Linked DNA regions of Bactrocera dorsalis: region 2 is linked to region 1. A link is a contact called in public Hi-C data. All regions are on one chromosome and are shown on one strand. Each heading gives the region's core, a stretch centred on a gene start, on an enhancer-like site or on the middle of the called end of the contact. The rest is flanking DNA. Distances are from core to core; before and after follow the strand shown. Region 1 overlaps LOC105224774 (ephexin-1). Region 2 holds the start of LOC105224774 (ephexin-1).

Region 1 (6,698 bases), core at 736-3,235:
CCGTTGCAATTGATGCAATAACGGAGGCCACCATAAAAGCTGAGCTTAGCATTCCCACGACTGACGCGACACTGAAAACGCCATTAGCTGCCGTTGGTAGCAGCAAAGCAACTGTCACAATTACAACACCAACGTCGAGCGAGAAGCCAACAACGGCGGAGATAATACAAACGCCGACCAACGCATCGCATGATGACCAACTCGACGCCGTCAATGATGAGAAGGCAAAGCAACGCAAACATAAATACGCGAAAATTTATGAAAAGTTCCGTTTTAGGTCACCATTTGTTGGCGGTCATAGTAACAAGAAACTGTCTTCGAAGCAGCCGACATCGCCGACTGCAATGACTGAAGAAATTCAGCGACCAGTTACTGAGTTAGCTGAAGACGCAGCATTAACTATAGAAACAACAACGACTACCACAATAGAGACTGATGAGATCAAGACGGACAATAATACTTTAAATCCCGTTAATGCAGGCACACTGACCCCTGAACCAGAATCGAAGTTACTCGATGCACTCGAAATCATCGATCACAAATTAAAAGATCTCGCAATCGAACAAAACGATGAGAACGCTGCCGCTGTTGTACTCTCGCCGGAGGATGACTTTGAAAAACGTGTGCTGCCGAATAACTCCTTCATATTTCAAGCGAGCACCAAACAAGTGGCCAATAATAAACTGATTGTAGCTCAGGCTGTCAATGTGTCACTTGTAAACAGTATTGAGGGCGAACAACTGATGACGGAGCAAAAGGCACTGCTGCGTCAGCAATGCGATTACAGCGAAGTGGTACGTCCATTAAGTGTGCAACCCGTTTTGGTGGAACTTGAAACTGTTAAAACGGCAGAAGAAGCAGGAGCTTCGACAGAGCCCATGTACGAACCCATTGCTGGACACAGTGATACTACAAAGACTGAAAAAAACTTAACGATAACGACCAATCCACTACCACAATGCACCGTTATGTATACACCACCAAAATCCTTCATTTATAACAGTTTAGCGGCAGCACAAGAAAAGAAAACGCAAGAAATAAACGAAGACTTGGTAGAAAAACTCACCGAGCCACTAGTAGAAAGTAGTGAGCTCTTCGAGGACATTTACCAAACTGTAGACGAAGCTAAAGCCACAACTACACCCATAGTGACTGAGGCCACAAATGCCGCACTCTTGGCTGACTACGAATCGATAGCGGGTTCCGCCGAACAAACAACGCAGTTAACGCAAGCGATTGCCACGGCAATAGCGAGTAACAGCAAACCCTTATACGACGGATATGAAATCTGTGAACCACCGCCGGACATACCAACTGCACTTTCTACGGCTGCTATGCCTTTAAACGATAGCACTTCCAGCAATACAGGCGGCAAGCTTATGCAACAAATCTTCACGAACGTAGGCAACGTGCGTAATACCAACGACGAACTGCCGGAGCTGCCGAAACCGAAGCGTCGTCTGCCCAAATCGCCAATGCCAGGAAAGCGTTCGCCAAAGTCAGCAAGCAAGAACACAGTGACCCTTCGCGAAAACAGTAAAACGCTTAACAGCAGATCGGGTTGTAGCAAGAGCAGCAGTAATAGCACAATCCCTGCAATGGACGATCATGACGACGAGCATCATTACTATGCAGATGATGAGAACATCTATGACACCATTAAGGGTTCGCACTGTTACGAATCGGTGCACACTGCTGACAATGCAACGCAAAAATCCAACAACCCTACAACAAAATGTGTTAGTGATAACATTTCTCTCACCTCTAATTGCTACGAGAGCATCGCTCATTACCGTCGCATTAGTAACGGTACTGTCGTCGGCCATTTGACGGGCAGTAGTAGTGGTTCGACGCTTACCATTTCATCAGATCACAAAACGAATAGTTTATACGAGATGTCTGTGACGGCCAGCATGATCTATGGCACGGGTAGTCTGGGCTCCAGGCAGTCGTCGACGGCGGAAAAATCAAGTGCAAGCATTTCCGGGCGCATCGGTGGTGTTAATAATAATGGTAGTGATGAGAGTAGTGATGGTCACGCTGGTACCAAAAACTATACTCAGTCGCATTGTGGCGCAATAAGTGACAACAGTGATGAATGGGTGGATATATCGGATCCTGAGGCGGAGGGTGCAGAGCAAGTTGCGAAGCCGCAATTTATTGTGTAAGTATTTAAAAATTTGGTTCTTTTTTCTAAAACTCTTTATAAACATATATTTAATGTCATATGCAGATTTTTTGCTGATGAATGTGTCTCAAATCAGTAATTATTGTTGATGAATTGTTGTGTTTTCCCGAAAGCCAAAATTAAATTAGCCAATAGCTAATTTTCTTGTGTCTAATGAGGTACCCTTCTTATCTTATCTCTCATTGTTTATGTTTGTTGTGCATATATTTATATATACTATATACACAGACTATATATGCTTGTATGAGCGGTATGGGGAAACCGCAAAGTTCGAGTATACTACCCATAAATATATATATCTCCATATTCGCTTTTGTAAACTCCGACTCGCTATCGTTCTTCGTCCGCTACACCTCCTGCATTTATTCGTAATCACTAATAATAATTCTTAATCATTTTCTGATAAGGCTTTTTCTTATCAAATCAACGAGTGTGGTAGTACCTGCAGCTAAAGATTCTTTGTGTATAGTTAAATGTTATAAATAAGTAGTGCAAGGTTGTATTCAGTTAACATTTGTTTTGTATTTTGTTTGCGAAATTGCATTTAGATGTCTGTATGTATATACCATATACCTCACAAATAACCAGCCTAGAACTCTTTAACATACTCCTAAATTTTCAATGTAATCTTCGGTCAGCCGTTTTCTCAACTCAACGCTTTCAGTTAGGCCACTTGAATTATTATTCTATGTAATTAGTCAGATTGTTTCAACCGCTTTAATTCTATATTTACAGTATATTTATTGTACATATAAGATGATATTTTTTCCGTCCGCTGTTTGTATCTCCTTCAATTAATCGAGTTAGTTAAAAATTTATGTACTACTGTGGGCAAAAAATAGTAAAGGCTTGTCCATAATTTTAAAATTCTTAATTTATGTTTCAAAATATAATGTATGTATGTCGTCTACCTCAAAGTAATCCCCTTTGGCCGCAATGCACTTGTTCAAACGTTTTTTCCAATCCTCGAAACAGTTGTTGAAGTCTATTTCCGGAATAGCCTTTAATGCGCGTAGCGATTTGTCTTTAATTGACTCAAAATGGTTTCCCCGGAGCGGTCGTTTGAGTTTGTTGAACAGTCAGAACTCATAAGGGGCAACTGTAGTTGCGGCACAATATTGTTTGAAAAGTTGGCGAAAAACTCATGAAAAATCAATGCTGTATGCGGCGGTGCATTATCTTGGTATAAAAACCAATAGTTGTCGGCCCATAATTTCGGCCTTGTTTTAAGAGTAGCTTCGCGCAAACGACGCATTACACTCAAATAAATGCCAACATAACCCTGATTTCTGACTGGGGTTTTTCAGCTGTCTGTTTCCGGGGCGTAGGCATAGATCCAAGACTTATCGCCAATAATAATACGTTTCATGACATCCTGGTAGTCGGAAAGCATTGTTCAAAAAAATTAATTGATTTTGGAACCAATCGTGCTTTTACTTTGATGCAAATGTTCTCTTAAAATACAGTATAGTTTTTACCGATTCTTCCGACATTTTAACGACGACAGCAAGATCTTTGATTGTTAAGCGTAATTTCTCAAGCACCAATTTTTTGTATTTTATTGATATGTTGATCTTCAGTTGATGTTGATGGCCACCCTGGATCTGGTTCGTCGTCAACGCGTTCTCGAACCTCTTTGAATAATTTGTTTGCTTACGACAAACGACTACCAGCGAAGGTTTCTTCCAACATACTTCGCTTCAGTGCCAGATATTTGATTGGTAAACTGGAATTTCTTTGTTGAATAATTTCACTCATCGTAAAAATCGCCGAATGCACTTTATTTACTTCAGAAAGACAATCGTATACTAAATACAAATTATTTTTTTGATGTGAAATTTGGCACATACATATATCACTGATAGTAATACCAAAATAAAATAAAAAATTTCCACGAAATTTAAATTAAAAAGTCTTACTATATTTTGCCCACAGCTTCAGTTTCGACTCTTATATAGTCATTGCCGCTTCTTTCTTTTAAATTCTTCTAAGGTGAACATTGTTTGAAGTTCTGAGGAGATGTAAATACCGCAGGTATCCTATGAGGCGATTGTGGTGAAACTGTTAGAAATTCCATATCTAATTCATGCAATCTCTTTCATTGAAACACCACCTTCTTTGCCTTTGTTTGACGGTTGATGTCAGCAGAGTATCCTAAGTCTAACACGATGTTTGTAATGCTCAAAAGAAAACTCCGGAGACCGTACAAAGTATGTTTATACAATGAAATTCTCCATCACGGACATTCCTCACTTTCGGCCATCTCCCATAACTGGACAAATTTAATGAACACAACGGTTTCGTTCTTATTTTCATACAAATGCAATTCCTGGACATAATTACGGACACTATTTTGAAAATATTTCGTTCAAATTATCTCAACAAGTTTAATGTGTATATCTGCTAATCCACTTTAGCTATAACAACCAAATCTGTTGAGTATAAATCGAGTAGGAACTCCTACCGACAGTCTAAAAATAGATGAAATCGGAGGATAGCCCCTTATAACTTCTTCTTCTTTACTGGCGTAGACACCGCTTACGCGATTATAGCCGAGTCAACAACAGCGCGCCAATCGTTTCTTCTCTTCGCTACGTGGCGCCAATTGGATATTCCAAGCGAGGCCAGGTCCTTCTCCACTTGGTCCTTCCACCGGAGTGGAGGTCTTCCTCTTCCTCTGCTTCCCGCGGCGGGTACTGCGTCGAATACTTTCAGAGCTGGAGTGTTTTCATCCATCCGGACAACATGACCTAGCCAGCGTAGCCGCTGTCTTTTAATTCGCTGAACTATGTCGATGTCGTCGTATATCTCGTACAGCTCATCGTTCCATCGGATGCGGTATTCGCCGTGGCCAACGCGCAAAGGACCATAAATCTTCCGCAGAACTTTTCTCTCGAAAACTCGCAACGTCGACTCATCGGTTGTTGTCATCGTCCAAGCCTCTGCACCATATAGCAAGACGGGAATTATGAGCGACTTATAGAGTTTGGTTTTTGTTCGTCGAGAGAGGACTTTACTTTTCAATTGCCTACTCAGTCCGAAGTAGCACCTGTTGGCAAGAGTAATCCTGCGTTGGATTTCTAGGCTGACATTGTTGGTGGTGTTAATGCTGGTTTCTAAATAGACGAAATTATCTACAACTTCAAAGTTATGACTGTCAACAGTGACGTGAGTGCCAAGTCGCGAGTGCGACGACTGTTTGTTTGATGACAGGAGATATTTCGTCTTGCCCTCGTTCACTGCCAGGCCCATTTGCGTTGCTTCCTTGTTCAGTCTGGAGAAAGCAGAACTAACGGCGCGGGTGTTGAGACCGATGATATCAATATCATCGGCATACGCCAGCAGCTGTACACTCTTATAAAAGATTGTACCTGCTCGGTTCAGTTCTGCAGCTCTAATAATTTTCTCCAGCAGCAGATTGAAAAAGTCGCACGATAGGGAGTCGCCTTGTCTGAAACCTCGTTTGGTATCGAACGGCTCGGAGAGGTTCTTCCCGATCCTGACGGAGCTTTTGGTCCCGCTCAACGTCAGTTTACACAGCCGTATTAGTTTTGCGGGGATACCAAATTCAGACATTGCGGCATAAAGGCAGCTCCTTTTCGTGCTATCGAAAGCAGCTTTGAAATCGACGAATAGGTGGTGAGTGTCGATTCTCCTTTCACGGGTCTTTTCCAAGATTGGCGCATGGTGAATATCTGGTCGGTTGTTGATTTTCCAGGTCTGAAGCCACACTGATAAGGTCCAATCAGTTTGTTGACGGTGGGCTTTAATCTTTCACACAATACGCTCGATAGAACCTTGTACGCGATGTTGAGGAGGCTAATCCCACGGTAGTTGGCGCAGATTGTGGGGTCTCCTTTTTTATGGATTGGGCATAGCACACTTAAATTCCAATCGTTGGGCATGCTCTCATCCGACCATATTTTGCAAAGAAGCTGATGCATGCTCCTTATCAGTTCTTCGCCGCCGTGTTTGAATAGCTCGGCCGGCAATCCGTCTGCCCCTGCCGCTTTGTTGTTCTTCAGGCGGGCAACTGCTATTCGAACTTCGTCATGGTCGGGCAATGGAACGTCTGCTCTATCGTCATCGATTGGGGTATCGGGTTCGCCTTCTCCTGGTGCTATGTGTTCACTGCCATTCAGCAGGCTGGAGAAGTGTTCCCTCCATAATCTAAGTATGCTCTGGGCATCGGTGGCTAGATCACCTTTGGGGGTTCTACAGGAGTATGCTCCGGTCTTGAAACCTTCTGTAAGTCGCCGCATTTTTTCGTAGATTTTCGAGCATTACCCCTGTCGGCCAGCTTATCAAGCTGTTCGTACTCACGCATTTCGGCCTCTTTCTTCTTCTGTCTGCAAATGCGTCTCGCTTCCCTCTTCAACTCTCGGTATCTATCCCATCCCGCACGTGTTGTGGTCGATCGTAACGTTGCGAGGTAGGCAGCCTGTTTTCTCTCCGCTGCGACACGGCACTCCTCATCGTACCAGCTGTTCTTTTGCACTTTCCGAAAACC
Region 2 (6,052 bases), core at 854-3,353, 63 kb before region 1:
TTCTGACCCCACCAAATACGATGGTTTATCTTTGTATCTAGGATATTCGGCTTTGCTATTGATTGGAGCAACCCTCCGAGGTTTCACATATGATTTTTTACATTTACGGTTGTCGTAGTGGAACCATTTTTCAACGTCTCATGGTTTTAATTCCTATAGCACCTAATTTTCTTGATTTAAATGTGCTGGAATGGCTGCCTGAGTCACTCCCAAATATCCTGTGAGCTCTTCTTGGGTTTGACAACAATTTTCGTCGTAATGCTTCTCTTTAACTTCAAACTTTTATGTCCGCCTAGGGCTGCCTCTAAATTTACAGATTTCTCTCCCCTTTTAGATTACCAATTATAAACAAAGTATTTCTTACTTAGAAATGTAGGAAGACCGATTCGTTTCGTGGTTGCATCCGAACTGACTCTTCTTTATTTTTTCTCACTTTCATGTCGCCAGTTACAAGTTTAAAAATTACATCAGGGTTGCTTATTCGAGTAACATTAAAATAAGGTATGATACAAATTCAAAAGTACAACAGGATGGCTTATTCAAGTAACATGAAAATAAGGTAACAATACAACATAATACAGTAATCACATTTACATTGCTACAGAAATAAGATCTTTGGTCAGTTATAGCTCAGGGTGTACGCAAACTACAATACTCGATTTGGCGGCATTCGTAGCAACTCGGACTGACAAAGCCAAATTTTGTTCAGCGATATAGCCCATTTCTGGCTAAATGGGTATAAAAATAAGCAAAATTGCCGCAGAGCTACCTGAAGTGATTCAAGAGACCATATGAGACGTAACCGCGGCTCACATTTAAAAGAGATAATCCTCAAAAAATATAAAAGCAGAAATGTTCTTTCGAATGATAATAAACATTTCCCATTAAATTTGAAGTTTCTGTATTTTTTTCTTTGAAAAAGTAGGAAACCTCGAAATGAATGGATTTAGAATTAATTAAGATCTATGTTCAGTCATTCAAAGACAAGAGATAAAAGAATAACATAGCCTAGATTGCTCCACTTTACAAAAGTGAAGCAATCGAAAAAAGTTGGGGCATTTACCCTGATTTATACTCGATTTTTAATCTTAGTAGGTTCATCCTAATCTAAATAGTACTTTCTTCTACAGGTAGGTGCGGAAGCGTTAATTTAAAGCAATACTATAATCACGACTAAGTGAAATTGAAGACCGGACTCAAAAGTGTGAAACTTTCTTTATAGGCATGCGTATTTGAAGAAAAAATTACCGCACCTTCGATACTGTGAACAATTGTTTGATAGCACAACTTAAATCTACTTACTACTACTAGGCGTCATATTTTTTGTACAAATACTATATACTTTCTTTGAATCAGATAAAAAAGTCTCATTTTGGAATAAACAATTCACCGGATGAGAGCTTTTTTACCATTGTTAACTTCTTTAAGTTCAAATTTTTTCAATTCTTATGGAACTTTTGCTCAAAGCGATTAATATGATTTTAATGGTGAGCGCATGTGAGCTCAACAAATGCGTGTGAGCGTATGAATTCGTAGGGTATGTATGTCGACTTGTTAACGTTTTCTGTTGATTATTACTTTTTCACGATACAGCAAACAGCACGCCGCGCTCGACAATCACTCAAAACGGCGCGCCGATGAAGTTGAACGCATTGTTAGCGTCATCGGCGCCGCCGTCTTAATCACCAACACCAAGCGCTCGCAATAAGAATGAGTGGCTATCGAGCGGCCAAACGCTGCCTCGTCTATTCACCGAACGCAATGGCAAGCGCGATCAGACTCAAGTCCACAACAACAATCGGGTGAAATATAATAACATTTCCAGCGCTAAGCGAAAACAATGAAGCTTCTCAAGCAACGCGGTCGCTGTCGTCTCCATCGTCTCATGGTTGTTGGTATTGCAAGCGTTGGTGTTGTTGCTGATAGAGTTTCTTTTGTTTGTGTATTTGCAATCGTCATTAACATTGCGAACGAACGTCGGTTGCCTTAACAGCGCGGAGCGTAGGCAAAAGGCATATAGGACAAACGGCGGTGAGCGGTGAATGGCGCGGCGTTTGCGTCGCCGTTGTGTACTTTCAGTTACAGTTTTCTTACGGATCGCACTTCAGTCTTGCAACGGACGGCGAACAGCGCACGAAACGGCGCGCTTATCGAGTAGCCGCGCGTTAATTCTGTTTATCTTACGGATTCATACTGATTTTGAAGCAAAATTGTGTATTTTCATGAATTATTGGTGCGTTTTAATTGCGAATTGGAAAATAAGTGATCGCATTAACATTGCAATTGTTGCAATTAATTGTGTTGTATTATTGATGAGCGTTGATTGAAAAGTGAACGTGAAAGTGTTTTTGTTTTTGTGTATGTGTGTAAGAAGTCACTGCGCGCGCGAGTGCGTTGCATTGACGACCGCGAAACTGGTTGATCCATAGCGCGCCGTGCCGGATTGGTTGAGCGCAGGCGCGCGGTGCTGTTAATCGTCAACCGTCAAGTGGCAACGGCAGCATCAACCAACGAAATCAGTGTGGCTGCCAACGCGCGTTACTCAGCCGATCTTTACTTTCATCTTTGATATTTGCCACAATGTACTACTTATATTCAAGCATACATACATACATAAGTACATCTGTGGTTTAATGAATGAAGAAAAATTTTGAAAATAAAAAAGTGAAAAATAATTTAAAAAGATTGTGCAGAGTTGAAGTGCTGAGTGAAGTTTGTGACGAGATTACTATCACTGATCCGCCTGCCATGTCGCCACTTACCTACTTTTGTGCATAAAAAAAAAACAAACAATAAATTGAAAACCGGTGACAGTAACTGTCACTTTCAATGCGTCTGCGGCAATATTAATCTGCCGTTTAGTTCATCATGTGTTTACACATGTAAATATGTATGTCTGCAATAGAAAAGTCAAAAGCGTTTTGATTGCGCAAAAATACCTGTTCGGGAAGTTTTGTCCGTCTTTGCATGAACCAAAAGTGTCCACATAATTTTTTCATAAAATATTCGCAGCAGCCAAAATTGCGGTTCGCAGCAATTGCTGGACCGGAAGGCAGAATTCGTACATTAATATATTCATACATACATACTTTTAAAAAAGTGTAACTTCAGTTTCTTCAGTCTGTGAGATTTGCGTACGCTTCTGCAAGTTCAATAAAGTTTCCCTATACTTTCCTACAAGAAACAAGTGCTACTGATGTTTTAAGTAATAATTGTGCTGAAAACCGCACTATGTTAAATTGTGTTTTTTTTCACAGAAATTTGCCTTAATAATTGTGTTTGTGTGTGTATAGTTTTCAAAGTTAGTTTTTGTGTAATTGAATTGACGTAATTGACGTAGCGAGTAAGCAGCTCAGTTCTTTGTATTTTGCTGTGATTTATTTGCCGTTGCCTGTAATAGGAAATCAATTATTCACAATGTAAGTATACAAAGAAAATAAACACTATATATACCACATAGATATTTGCACTTATCGTCTATTGAATAATTTTCGAATTTTTCAAATTTCCTATACCCTCAGTGGGTGTAAATGGTTCATGCTTGTTCAATGCTCTTAATTCTGAGAAGGTGTGGTTGAAACGTGCTTCAAAATCTTTATTTTTTCTGAAACGCAGTAATAGTTTTAATTCGTAGTAATAATTGTAAAAAACACGTTAACATCGGTTCATCGAAGCTGTAATACCCTCCACAATTGCAAAACATCCCTAACAAGAACTGTGATCCGTCAGTTTGTACGCCAGTGCTATTGTGCTCGGACTTGAACAATTTCTTCGGAGATTGCTTCATTGCCTTGAACAATATAAATTCATGAAAATTTCGTTAAAATATCTCCTCATGTGGAAAAATGGTCTATACAAACACTTGATTCTGATCGTTCGGTTTGTATGGCAGCTATACATATGCCATAGTGGTTCCAACAGCTTCTTGGTGTGAAAGAGATTCCAAGATTCTTTCTGCATCTGATCTTTACAATGGTGTCGATGTCTTTCGCTTCCTCTGCTTCTCCGGCGTCTACTGCATCCAATACCCTAAGAGTTGGAGTGTTTTCATCTCGTACAGCTCATCGTTCCATCGACTGCGGTATTCGCCGTTGCCAATGCGTAAAGGACCATAAATCTTCCGCAGTACCTTTCTCCCGGAAACTTGTAACGTCGACTCATCAGATTTTGTCAGACATAGTGGCATAAAAACAGATCTTTTTCGCACTGTAAAAAACAGCTTTGAAATCGACGAAGATTTGGTCCAATCAGTTAGCTGAAGGTGGGCTTTTTTTCACATAAGGTCTAAAGGGGAGTCTCTCAACCGAGGCTGATTTGTTCTTTTCCTTCAGAGTGTTTTTGGATGTGGTGAATCCCAAACCCAACGCACAACCCTGGGAAGGGATGTTTCGCCTTCTCACTTTAGCTCGCGTTCAAACGCTTGTTTTTTGGCTACTCAGAGGATACTTTATCTAAGACCGAAAGTCGTGAGCTGCTTGAGCCATATGTAAAATAATCGTTTCTGGCCACTCCCAAGTGAAACAAGAATAAACTAATGCCGTCGGAAGGATTTTCAAAGCAAAGGTTGGGAAATAAATAGTATCTCAAATACTCTTTGCAATGTTATTGTCGCGGCATGATGATTAGAGGCATAAATATAGTAGAGAGAAGGGTTCAACGTGGCATGTATTATTGTGAAGTGATTTACTTGTTCATACTTATGGAATTCACATTCTCGCAATTGTTGATAAGAAGTTATCAAATTAATTTAACTTCAATTCTCCGAAGCACTATCAATTTGTGTATACAGTTATACATATACATATATGTATGTGTATACATACACATGCGATGATGTACCCTGCAGGAAATTTTTTTAGTTCCGATCTCATTTTGTTTTAAAGCATTCTTACTACTACGCCGCATACTTGTATATTTTTTAAGCTGACCAACTTTTTAAGATAGCGAAAAATGTCCGAATTTGGTCAAACTGATGATAGCCGGAAGTATCTACCCCTCAATATCGGTTTGTGATGAGTTTCAAGGTGATAAGAATTCGTTTTTTTATTGAACAGTGAATACGTGAATACAAGCATATCAGTTGTCTAAACTTGTAAGTTCGGCTGTCATCAATATGAGGCCATTAAGCGTGAACATCGGGGTTCACTAATTTCCACTCGCTCCCAGTAGCACTAGTTCACTATGTAGGCTATTGAATGTATCTCAGTATTTGTTTAGGCAGCCTCAGACAAAAGAATTTTTCGGGTCATTTTAGTAGAAGTTTTCAAAGCTGACTTAAGCATTTATTTCACGTTTAGTTCAAAATAGCTTATCACAGCAATTATAAATTATTAACATACGAAGTAAAGTTCTGATATTTTAAACATTTTACTTTGTGCGATACCGGATGGTGTTTCCGCTTTGCATTCATTATACCCTAGAATGTTAACAGAATATATTAAATTTTCCACGAAGTCTGTTATACTCCGAAGAAACCTTCAGATACCCTATAAAAAAAATATGTGTATATTTGGCCACGTCTCTGGGTTTGTCTGTATATACGTGAACTAGTCTTTTAGTTTTTGAAATATCGATCTGAAATTTTGCACACGTCCTTTTTTTCTAAGAAGCTGCTCGGAACCATACGAACTGTATGACCCGAATCAAGTTCTTGTATGAAAATTTTTCTTTTGACGAGATATCTTCACGAAATTTGAAAATAAGGGTATAATCTAAGAAGAATTGTTCAGATCGGACTTCTGTAGCATATACGAGTACATAGCTGTCATACAAATTGTTCGATCAAAATCAAGATCTTTTATCAGCACAGAATTTGGCATGCAATATTCCCAAGGCCACGTTATAATCTTTTCACAAATTGTTCAGATCGGATTATTATAGGACACACAAACTGACCGATCAAGTTCATCAAGGAAAATGTTTTAATTTGTGAAGAGTATTTTAGCTTTGGTGCAACCGGTAAAGTGTTTTCTTATTTTTTAATCATTTTACAAAATTTATTCGTACATATTTATTAAGATTCGCTGGATAATCGTAAAATAACTTATTGATT

The links. Hi-C and Micro-C count contacts between places; a contact is called where the count stands out from the background.
Region 2: a Hi-C map of whole body shows a contact between it and region 1, with 5 times the contacts expected there. The contact joins the promoter of LOC105224774 here to the enhancer-like site in region 1. A contact is called at or near these places in 2 of 2 Hi-C or Micro-C datasets (both in whole body).

What each region holds. Positions count from the first base shown.
Region 1 is chr5:31,280,873-31,287,570 of ASM2337382v1, reverse strand. It overlaps LOC105224774 (ephexin-1), which reads left to right. Exons shown (of 9, transcript XM_049458275.1): 2 at 1-2,164. Among protein-coding and RNA genes, the nearest start is that of LOC105224773, 42 kb to the right of the region's middle. Within about 2 kb of position 1,985, the one cell type or tissue checked has open chromatin away from gene starts, as enhancers often do.
Region 2 is chr5:31,344,807-31,350,858 of ASM2337382v1, reverse strand. It overlaps LOC105224774 (ephexin-1), which reads left to right and starts at 2,103. Exons shown (of 9, transcript XM_049458275.1): 1 at 2,103-3,419.